Linked DNA regions of Danio rerio: region 2 is linked to region 1. The links are chromatin contacts, called in public HiCAR-type maps. All regions are on one chromosome and are shown on one strand. Each heading gives the region's core, a stretch centred on a gene start, on an enhancer-like site or on the middle of the called end of the contact. The rest is flanking DNA. Distances are from core to core; before and after follow the strand shown. Region 1 holds the start of tfap2c (transcription factor AP-2 gamma (activating enhancer binding protein 2 gamma)). Region 2 overlaps LOC137496031.

Evidence for each region. HiCAR-type assays count read pairs that join an accessible place to other places.
Region 2: a HiCAR-type map of caudal fin shows a contact between it and region 1, with 6 times the contacts expected there. The contact joins the enhancer-like site here to the promoter of tfap2c in region 1. A contact is called at or near these places in 6 of 18 Hi-C or Micro-C datasets (caudal fin, embryo, hematopoietic stem cells and 1 more) and 2 of 4 datasets of contacts at active chromatin or transcription factors (caudal fin and gastrula embryo).

Annotation. Positions count from the first base shown.
Region 1 is chr6:58,840,402-58,844,947 of GRCz12tu, reverse strand. It overlaps tfap2c (transcription factor AP-2 gamma (activating enhancer binding protein 2 gamma)), which reads right to left and starts at 1,292. Exons shown (of 7, transcript NM_001008576.2): 1 at 1,023-1,292. The coding sequence starts at 1,070.
Region 2 is chr6:59,052,525-59,057,322 of GRCz12tu, reverse strand. It overlaps LOC137496031, which reads right to left. Exons shown (of 9, transcript XM_073954772.1): 9 at 4,740-4,798. Among named protein-coding and RNA genes, the nearest start is that of tfap2c, 210 kb to the right of the region's middle. Within about 2 kb of position 1,447, at least 4 of the 62 cell types and tissues checked have an H3K27ac peak or open chromatin away from gene starts, as enhancers often do. A contact at or near this core is called in caudal fin, where this site is marked.

The DNA.
Region 1 (4,546 bases), core at 43-2,542:
GCTCGTCTTTTGAGTCGGTGTTCGGCTCTTGTGCATTCATGACTTCTATTGTCAGGCCAAGTTGCTCGGATAGTTTACTGTCACCAGAATCACATGAATGACAAAGAGCGACGCGACATTTCTAGACAGCTTAGGCGACCGCGGGAATTAGTCTTCGAGGTTTTCACTCATATTCATCCTGAAAACAGATATCGAAAACAACGGTGAGTGGACAATGATGCGACTCTTAAATAAAGCAGGGTTAATGTAACTCAACGCTGGGTCAAATATGTACAACTGCTGCGTAAAAAAGCATAATGTCAATTTAATTGAAATGTGAGTTTGTCCATAGCTGCTTGACCCAATGTTGGGACAACTTAGCACTTTTTAAAGAGTGTAAGTTTAAATACAGGCCAACAAAAAATGTGCATTGACAAAACGTGCAATAACTGCGTCTGAAATGAAATTGCGTTGACATTTTTATTAAGCCTATAATCATTGTGATTACTATTTTATTATTATTAAATGCAAAACAAATTTTGATAATAGCCTATATATATATATATATATATATATATATATATATATATATATATATATATATATATATATATATATATACATATATATATATATATATATATATATATATATATACATATATATATATATATATATATATATATATATATATATATATATATATATATATATATATATATAGTGTGTTTATTGATTTATGCATTTGCGTTGTAGTTAAATAATATTTTAAGGAACGCATTTTGTCTTTGGATGTGCAAATGCGCATTTAAAAATGTAAAAATAAATAAGACTATTGCTTATTTTCTTCATCGTAAATTGTAATGGTTATACAAGCTGCGAACCATTGCTTCTAGAAAACTTTTTTCTTCCCCTAGAGCTCACTTTGCATACGATTTGTAAATAGAAAACATCTAATTTCCGCGTTTTAAAATTATAAGCACACAAAATGCGCGCGTCTCCGCATAAAATAAAAAAGCGCGCGCCTCCTCAGTTCCTCTTACCTCGCAGTCATCTTCATACTTGACGTTATCTGCTAATTTCCACAACATGTTGTTTCTGTGAGGCTGGATCTCAGAAGTGTGTATCTGTGCAAGAGTTAGTTTGCGGTCTAGAAAATAATCCAGAGAGTCCGGCGCGCGCTGCGCACAAGTGAAGCATCAACTCAGTGTTGAAGGAGGAGGAAAACTGAAGAGAAACTGACGCACATCGAGACTCGAAACTAATTGCACGAACAACTAACTCGATCCAAAGTGAAACGCGGGACAGAAGCAGTGACTCCCTCTGACGGACAGTCTCGACTCGCTGACTCGCTTTGGACTCTCAACACTATATTCACACGAGCCGCTTGTGGGCGTTAAAAATCTGGGTGGAGGTGACGTCAGAGCAAACAAGCTGGAGTTGATTGGTCGCTGTCAGAGCGATGGACCAATCACAAATCCGTCCGTCTGTTCTGAGGGCCAATTAATCCTGAACGAAAAAGTTGTGATGTTTTCGCCATTTAATGACAGAGAGTGCACAGACAACAGCTCTCTGAAAACATCTTTAAAGCAAAATTTATACAAAAAGAGCTCAGGGATAGCTTAATTAATGTATCAGGGCTCTTTGGGTAAGGAATTCATCAGAATTAACGGGAAAAAAAAGTTTGAGGCACTTGAAAAACTTAATAAAAAGCCTTTATTGGCATGGCTATTGCTTAAAACGGCGCCTACGTGGTTCGGTAAACTCTTGCCTTCATCGGGGCAACAGAGCTCGCGTGCGTCTGGAGTTTCTATTGAACACTATATGGTCTCGTGACTCATCTGAAGAATATTAAATACAATATACTGAACTCAGGTCAACTCAACACAGCAGTTTCAAAAGCTAACGTGGGTTAAATATGGACCGACGCAATACAATAATGACCCTTGCTGGATTTGTGCAGGTAGGTTTGTGCACGTTTGAGTTGAAACAACCCTGCATTTTTAGAGCAAAAGAGTGATGAATTAAGCCCAAACTATTGCAGGCCAATAAAACTAAGGACTTTAAATTAAAACGGAATGTTATAATAATTGAATAAATATGAGACAGACAGACAGACAGACAGACAGACAGACAGACAGACAGACGGATGGATGGATGGATGGATGGATGGATGGATGGATGGATGGATGGATGGATGGATGGATGGATGGATGGATGGATGGATGGATGGATAGACAGACAGACAGACAGACAGACATATAATATTTTATAATATTTACATATTTCAAAAAAAGTAGACAAACGATAAGATATTTTTTGCAAAACATAATCCATTATATTTTAGTCTGACTCTATAAAAACAAAAGCATAAGATAAAGATGTTAAAGAAATTAAACATCCACTAATTTTACACTTACATACACTGCACCAATGTATTTAGAGTGTAACAGAGAAATATTTTTAAATTAGATAAATACGCAACATTTATGATACTATATGATACTATAAAGACAATATAATAATAATGCTAATAATAATAATACTAGTAAAAATAATAGTGGTAATAATAATAATAATAATAAATAAATAAAACAACAATAAAAAATAACCAAAATAATAATAAAATGATCAGCAACAACATAGCAAAATAATGCAATTTATAAATAATTATATTATATAATACTTATATTTCATATTTATTATAAACATTAATATTTTTTATTAATAACACAAAGTAATATATACATTTTAAATATGGATAACAGACTGTAAATAAATACCGGGTCATTTCAATCCAATTTTGGGTGAAATAGAGACTAACCTAACTCCTGGGATATTTTTTTTATTAAAATAATAGGACTAAATGTTACTCAGCGGTTTTGTTAAGACATATCTGTACCCAATTTGGATTTAAATAACCCAGCATTACTTAGAATAAAAAATATATAAAAAGACCGGAAAACGTCCTCGAATTAGACATTTTGAAATCCGTAAAAATAACTATAATTCCTTTAAGCAAGCAAAAGAATCAAAATAAGGAAGAAAGCACGCTAAGAAGAAAGCAAACTGCCTAAATGAAGGATAATCCCGCTTAAAGTCGGCCGTGTGCAGGAGAATTAAATGTAATTATGGGTCAAATCGCCCGCGGCTGTTTGTCCTCGGCTCGGACTCGGTGAAATGAAGCGGGTTTGATTCTCTCTGACCTGACTGCATGCAGAGTTTCATCAGGTTTGATTCTCCGTTACTGTCAGATCTTTCACACAATCTACTGTAACCCCTAAGGACAAACATCTACTTATGTAACCTGGTGAAAGCGCAAGCAAAACACACACTTCAAAGCAATAATGTGATGCATCAATGACAATTGTCATAACACAAATTATTATTCAGCCTATATTTGTGCATAGTGAAATCTGAAATGTCTAATTTGGTGTAACTTTAAAAACTCACTTATAGTTTTAGTTAAACTCAAATGCAATGCTAATATGTGACCGAAAATAGCATGCGAATAAGATGATTTGTTTTAATAGCGATTTTAACATGCATGCATTAGGCTTCGTCTGTTTTTAGCTTAAATTCGTATCAAAAAGCATTTTGGACTCAAATAAAAGCAGTTAATTTAGATGTTATCATACGCAATGTGTAATTCCCCAAACAATTTAGGTGCAAAACGTGATATTTTAACTGATTTATTGATGTATTTTAAAATGTATTAATTACTAAAGGTGCTTTTCAATTTGCAGGCCCCGATAAGGGAACAATAAGGCCCCAAAGCGCTTAAAATATATAATACGCATACTGCGATACACATTCATTGTAATATTTAAATTAAATGCAGGCTTATTTATTTGTTTTTTTTAGTAATAATAAAATTTTAGTAACACAAATAAATAAATATAATTAGACATAGGATTGATCGTAAAACTCTGCAGCTCAGTTTATTCATTTTTGCGCAGTTTCTTTTTAAATATTCTCTCAATTATCTGCTAAAGACCTATTTAGCATTGTAATCTATATTTCAGGCTTGAATTTGAAAAATTAATGTCTAATCTGTTGCTGTTGTTACAAACTGATCCATTACCAGATAGATTTGTAACAGAAGATGAGTTGTAACACCAACAGGAAAAAAGGAGAAGCTGGTTGCCTTAAATGTTTAACCTGAATCAAATTAACCTTACGAGTCCATTGGACTTATATTATAATAAACTGACTTAAAATAGCGTGTGCAACTTATAAAATTAAGTTAGAACATGATTAACTTGATTTAATAAGTTACAATAAACTAAAAGCATATGCTGTCATGACTAACTTACCATATAATGTTTTACAGAGTACAAATAAAGACCAATAAGCTTCGATTTAATAGAATAAATACATTATTAAAATTATGTGAGAGTTATTTTTTATTTAATGCATTACATACAGTCATTTTACAGTTTAAAAAATGTATTCAAAGAAGCATAAGCGCAAAAAGTATAATGTAGAGTTCGAAAAACGCCCAAAATAAGCGAATTTATTTACAGTCAAATGCTAAGTTAAAAACACCATAATCAGGGCTGTAGCC
Region 2 (4,798 bases), core at 198-2,697, 210 kb before region 1:
AATAGTAATATTATTAATAGTAGTAATATTTATCATTATTATTAGAGTGATTTCTGAAGGATTATGTGACTCTGAAGACTGCTGTAATTTAGCTGAAAATTCATCTTTAAAACCACTGAAATAAATTATTAAATTAAACGATAAACTACTTTTGAACAGTTACAGTATTTCATAGTGCAATAATATTTCAGTTTTACAATTTGTACTGTATTTGTGATTAAATAAATGCAGCCTTGGTGAGCAGGATAAGCTTTTTTTTAAACGTTTAAAATCATACAGACCACAAACTTTGACCAGTATAAAGTCAGAATTATTAGCGCCCCTGAATTATTAGCCCTCCTGTTTATTTCCCCCCTCAATTTCTGTTTTATAACTCATTTCTATTAGCTGATTTATTTTATCTTTGCCATGATGACAGTAAGTAATATTTTACTATCTATTTTTTAAGACACTTCGATACAGCTTAAAGGGACATTTAAAGGCTTAACTAGGTTAATTAGGTTAACTAGGCAGGTTAGGGTAATTAGGCAAGTTATTGTATAATAATGGTTTGTTCTGTAGACTTTCGAAAAAATATATAGCTTAAGGGCTAATAATATTGACCTTAAAATGGTGTTTAAAAAATTGAAAAAAATGCTTTTATTCTAGCCGGAAAAAAAAAAAATAAGACTTTCTCTAGAAGAAAAAAATATTATCAGACATATTGTGAAAATTCCCTTGCTCTGTTAAACATAATTTGGAAAATATTTAAAAAAGAACAAAAAAATAAAGGGGGCTAATATTTCTGAATTAAACTGTATGTACATATTTGAAGTGGATCATCACCTTTCATTAAAGTTGTCCAAAAACTTTTGAACAGCACACATTCTTGTTTTAGGACAATTTTGGGGAAAACAAAAATAGAAAATAAAAAATATAACAGACGATAAATAAATGAATAGTTGAACTACAGACAGCCACTGGCCACTAGATGGAGCCCAAAACTAACGTTTAAAAACCAAACTGCCTCCAGAAGCATCATGTCGTGATAGTAAGCGCGTGGAAATAATTCCATATCAATATACACCATATTTTACACCATTTTAGTTTAAAGTCACATTTTACAATAGTTTTTAATCCACAAAATGAACATAAACCCTTTTGACAATGCTAAAATGCTGTTTTTATGTTGGTTTTTCCGAATATGCCTCTTTTTCCCCCTTAGATAATAAAACGAATGGCAACATTCCTGAATCTGTTTATAAAATGAGATCTACCCAATAAAATTATTTAAAAATATCTACGATTTTAACAGTTCATGTTCTGTATTTGTATTAGGCAATTGTGAGTTGTTATTAGGCGGATTTGTATGTTTGAAATCAATGTTTTGCTCATCTCTCATCAACTCCACGCCAGAGATTTAGTACAGTAGCACATTTAAACGCATTCGTTTCATCCTGCTAACCTGGCCTGCGTGTGCACACTGTGTTGATCTGTAGATAATAATAAATCTCTCTCAGTGTTGTTTAGGTGGAGTGTGTGTGTGTGTGTGTGTGTGTGTGTGTGTGTGTGTGTGTGTGTGTGTGTGTGTGTGTGTGTGTGTGTGTGTGTGTGTGTGTGTGTGTGTGTGTGTGTGTGTGTGTGTGTGTGTGTGTGTGTGTGTGTGAGGACGATCAGTGTGAAGAGCCTGAGGTTCTGCTCACCGCTGATCTGTTCAAACCTGTGATCAGGACAGACTCAGGAAACTATTAGTCGATCTGACATATTTGTGAAGGTTTTAATTCCTTTTTAATTAGTTAACGAGGGTCTTTTGCCTCAGAAACCTTTAAAGACTTGAGCTCTGAACGTTTTTTCCGACATTGAATGTTTTAAACCTTTCACACAATTATGAATGTTCTGTGTACACCCTCAAAAATCGCTAATTATTTATAAACTGTACAGCTTTAAATAAGCATTTGAGTTGGTATAATTATAACTAACAAGTACTGTTTAATATTAAGCTTATTTATTTCTATAGGGCGTCACGGTGGTCACTGGTTCAAACCCCGGCTGGGTCAGTTTGCATTTCTGTGTGGAGTTTGCTTGTTTTCTCCGTGTTGGCATGGGTTTCCTCCTGGTGCTCCAGTTTCCACAAGAGTCCAAAGACACGGTATAGGTAAATTGAATAAGCTAAATAAGCCATAGTGTGTGTGAAAGAGTGTGTATGGGTGTTTCCTAGTTTTGGGTTGCGTGAAACATATGCAGAATAAGTTGGCGGTTCATTCCGCTGTGGAGACCCCTGATTAATAAGGGAACTTAGCCGAAAATTAATGAATGAATGTCTCTCTACACAGGGGTTCTCAATGTCTAGGTCCCCATTAAAATTTTATTAATGTCAAAGGTCCGGAACAGTTGATATTACATAACTTGTATTTTATAAACATCCATGATATCCATCACAAGTCACACTATTAATTTTCCTTTAAATAAAGTGCCATTCGCATTCAAAATACCATGCAAATGTGGCAAAGCCACTAATATAAGTGCATTTTGTACAAAACGCAACAAAAGCTAAGCCAAAAAGCAATACTATATGGATGCAGCCATGATGATGCAGACTGAGATCGCATTTCTCAGAGATGCAATGTCAGACACAATGCACTCAATGGAGCTAGTGATGTCATGGTGTAGGGTTAGGTGTGGGCACGTTAATCGGTGCTTTTGAAAACATTATGGGTTGGGATTAGGGAAGTGTTTTGGGTGGCTCAATGGGTGCTTTTAAAAACACTATTGGTTGGGATTTGGGGAGGGGGGTGGACACGTCAATCAGTGCTTTTGAAAACACTATGGGTTGGGTTTAGGGAAGTGTCGTGGGCGGGTTGATCTGTGCTTTTGAAAACACTGTCAGTTGGGTTAAGGGGAGTGTCGTGGACACGTCAATCAGTGCTTTTGCAAACACTATCGGTTGGGTTAAGGGGAGTGTTGTGGACACGTCAATCTGTGCTTTTGAAAACACTATCAGTTGGGTTAAGGCACAGGTGTCAAACTCAGTTCCAAAAGGGCCACAGCCCTGCACAGTTTAGTTCCAACCCTAATTAAGCACACCTGATCAAACTAATTGAGTCCTTCAGGCTTGTTTGAAACCTACAGGTAAGTGTGTTGGAGCAGGGTTGGAACTAAACTGTGCAGGGCTTCGGCCCTTCAGGAATTGAGTTTGACACCCCTAGGTTAAGGGGAGTGTTGTGGACATGTCAATCGGTGCTTTTGAAAACACTATCGGTTGGGTTAAGGGGAGTGTTGTGGACACGTCAATCGGTGCTTTTGAAAACACTATCGGTTGGGTTAAGGGGAGTGTTGTGGACATGTCAATCGGTGCTTTTGAAAACACTATCGGTTGGGTTAAGGGGAGTGTTGTGGACACGTCGATCTGTGCTTTTGAAAACACTGTCGGTTGGGTTAAGGGAAGTGTTGTGGACATGTCAATCAGTGCTTTTGAAAACACTATCGGTTGGGTTAAGGGGAGTGTTGTGGACACGTCAATCGGTGCTTTTGAAAACACTATCAGTTGGGTTAAGGAGAGTGTTGTGGACACGTCAATCGGTGCTTTTGAAAACACTATCGGTTGGGTTAAGGGGAGTGTTGTGGACACGTCAATCGGTGCTTTTGAAAACACTATCGGTTGGGTTAAGGGGAGTGTTGTGGACACGTCAATCTGTGCTTTTGAAAACACTGTCGGTTGGGTTAAGGGAAGTGTTGTGGACATGTCAATCAGTGCTTTTGAAAACACTATCGGTTGGGTTAAGGGGAGTGTTGTGGACACGTCAATCTGTGCTTTTAAAAACACTGTGGGTTGGGTTAAGGGGAGTGTCATGGACACGTCAATCGGTGCTTTTGGAAACACTATCAGTTGGATCAAGGGGAGTGTTGTGGAGACGTCAATCTGTGCTTTTGAAAACACTCAGTTGGGTTAAGGGAAGTGTTGTGGACATGTCAATGGGTGCTTTTGAAAACACTATTGGTTAGGTTAAGGGAAGTGTCGTGGACGGGTCAATCAGTGCTTTTGAAAACACTGTCGGTTGGGTTAAGGGGACTTTTGTGGACACGTCAATCAGTGGTATTGAAAACACTGTTGGTTGGGTCAATCAATTCTTTTGAAAACATTATTGGTTGGATTTAGGAAAGTGTTGTGGCGGGTCAAAACTGGCAACAATGTTGGTTGGGTTAAGGGGAGTGTCTTGGATCAATCTGTGCTTTTGAAAACACTATAGGTTGGGGTTAAGGATGTGTTGTGGGCGAGTCAATCGGTGCTTTTGAAAACACTATAGGTTGGGATTAAGGATGTGTTGTGGGCGAGTCAATCGGTGCTTTTGAAAACACTGTCAGTTGGGATTAAGGATGTGTTGTGGGCACGTCAATCTGTGCTTTTTAATACACTGTTGGTTGGGTGTAGAGAAGGTGGTGGGTGGGTCAATCCGTGCTTTCGAAAACACTGTTGGTTGGGTTTAGGGAAGGGGGTTGGTGGGAGTATCGGTCGGTCTTCAGTCAGTCAGTCGACAGCAGCCTCTAGTAAATTTAAGTGAGAACAGCAGGCACGAACGGCACTCGCGATATTAATTTGAGATCTCAAAAAAAGTACACAGCAGCCTCTGGTGGATTTGTGAAAAAAAAAAAACTGCAAAAAAATGTAGCACCTGGAATTTATTTGGTGCTCTCCAGATATGCATATAGGGGTACGTAATCAGAACGTGCCTGGGTTGAAATAATCAAATGTTTATCAGGATCATATTTAAGCATTTTGCTTTATTTTGCATGAATGGTTTAAACAGTATTTTAATGTCTT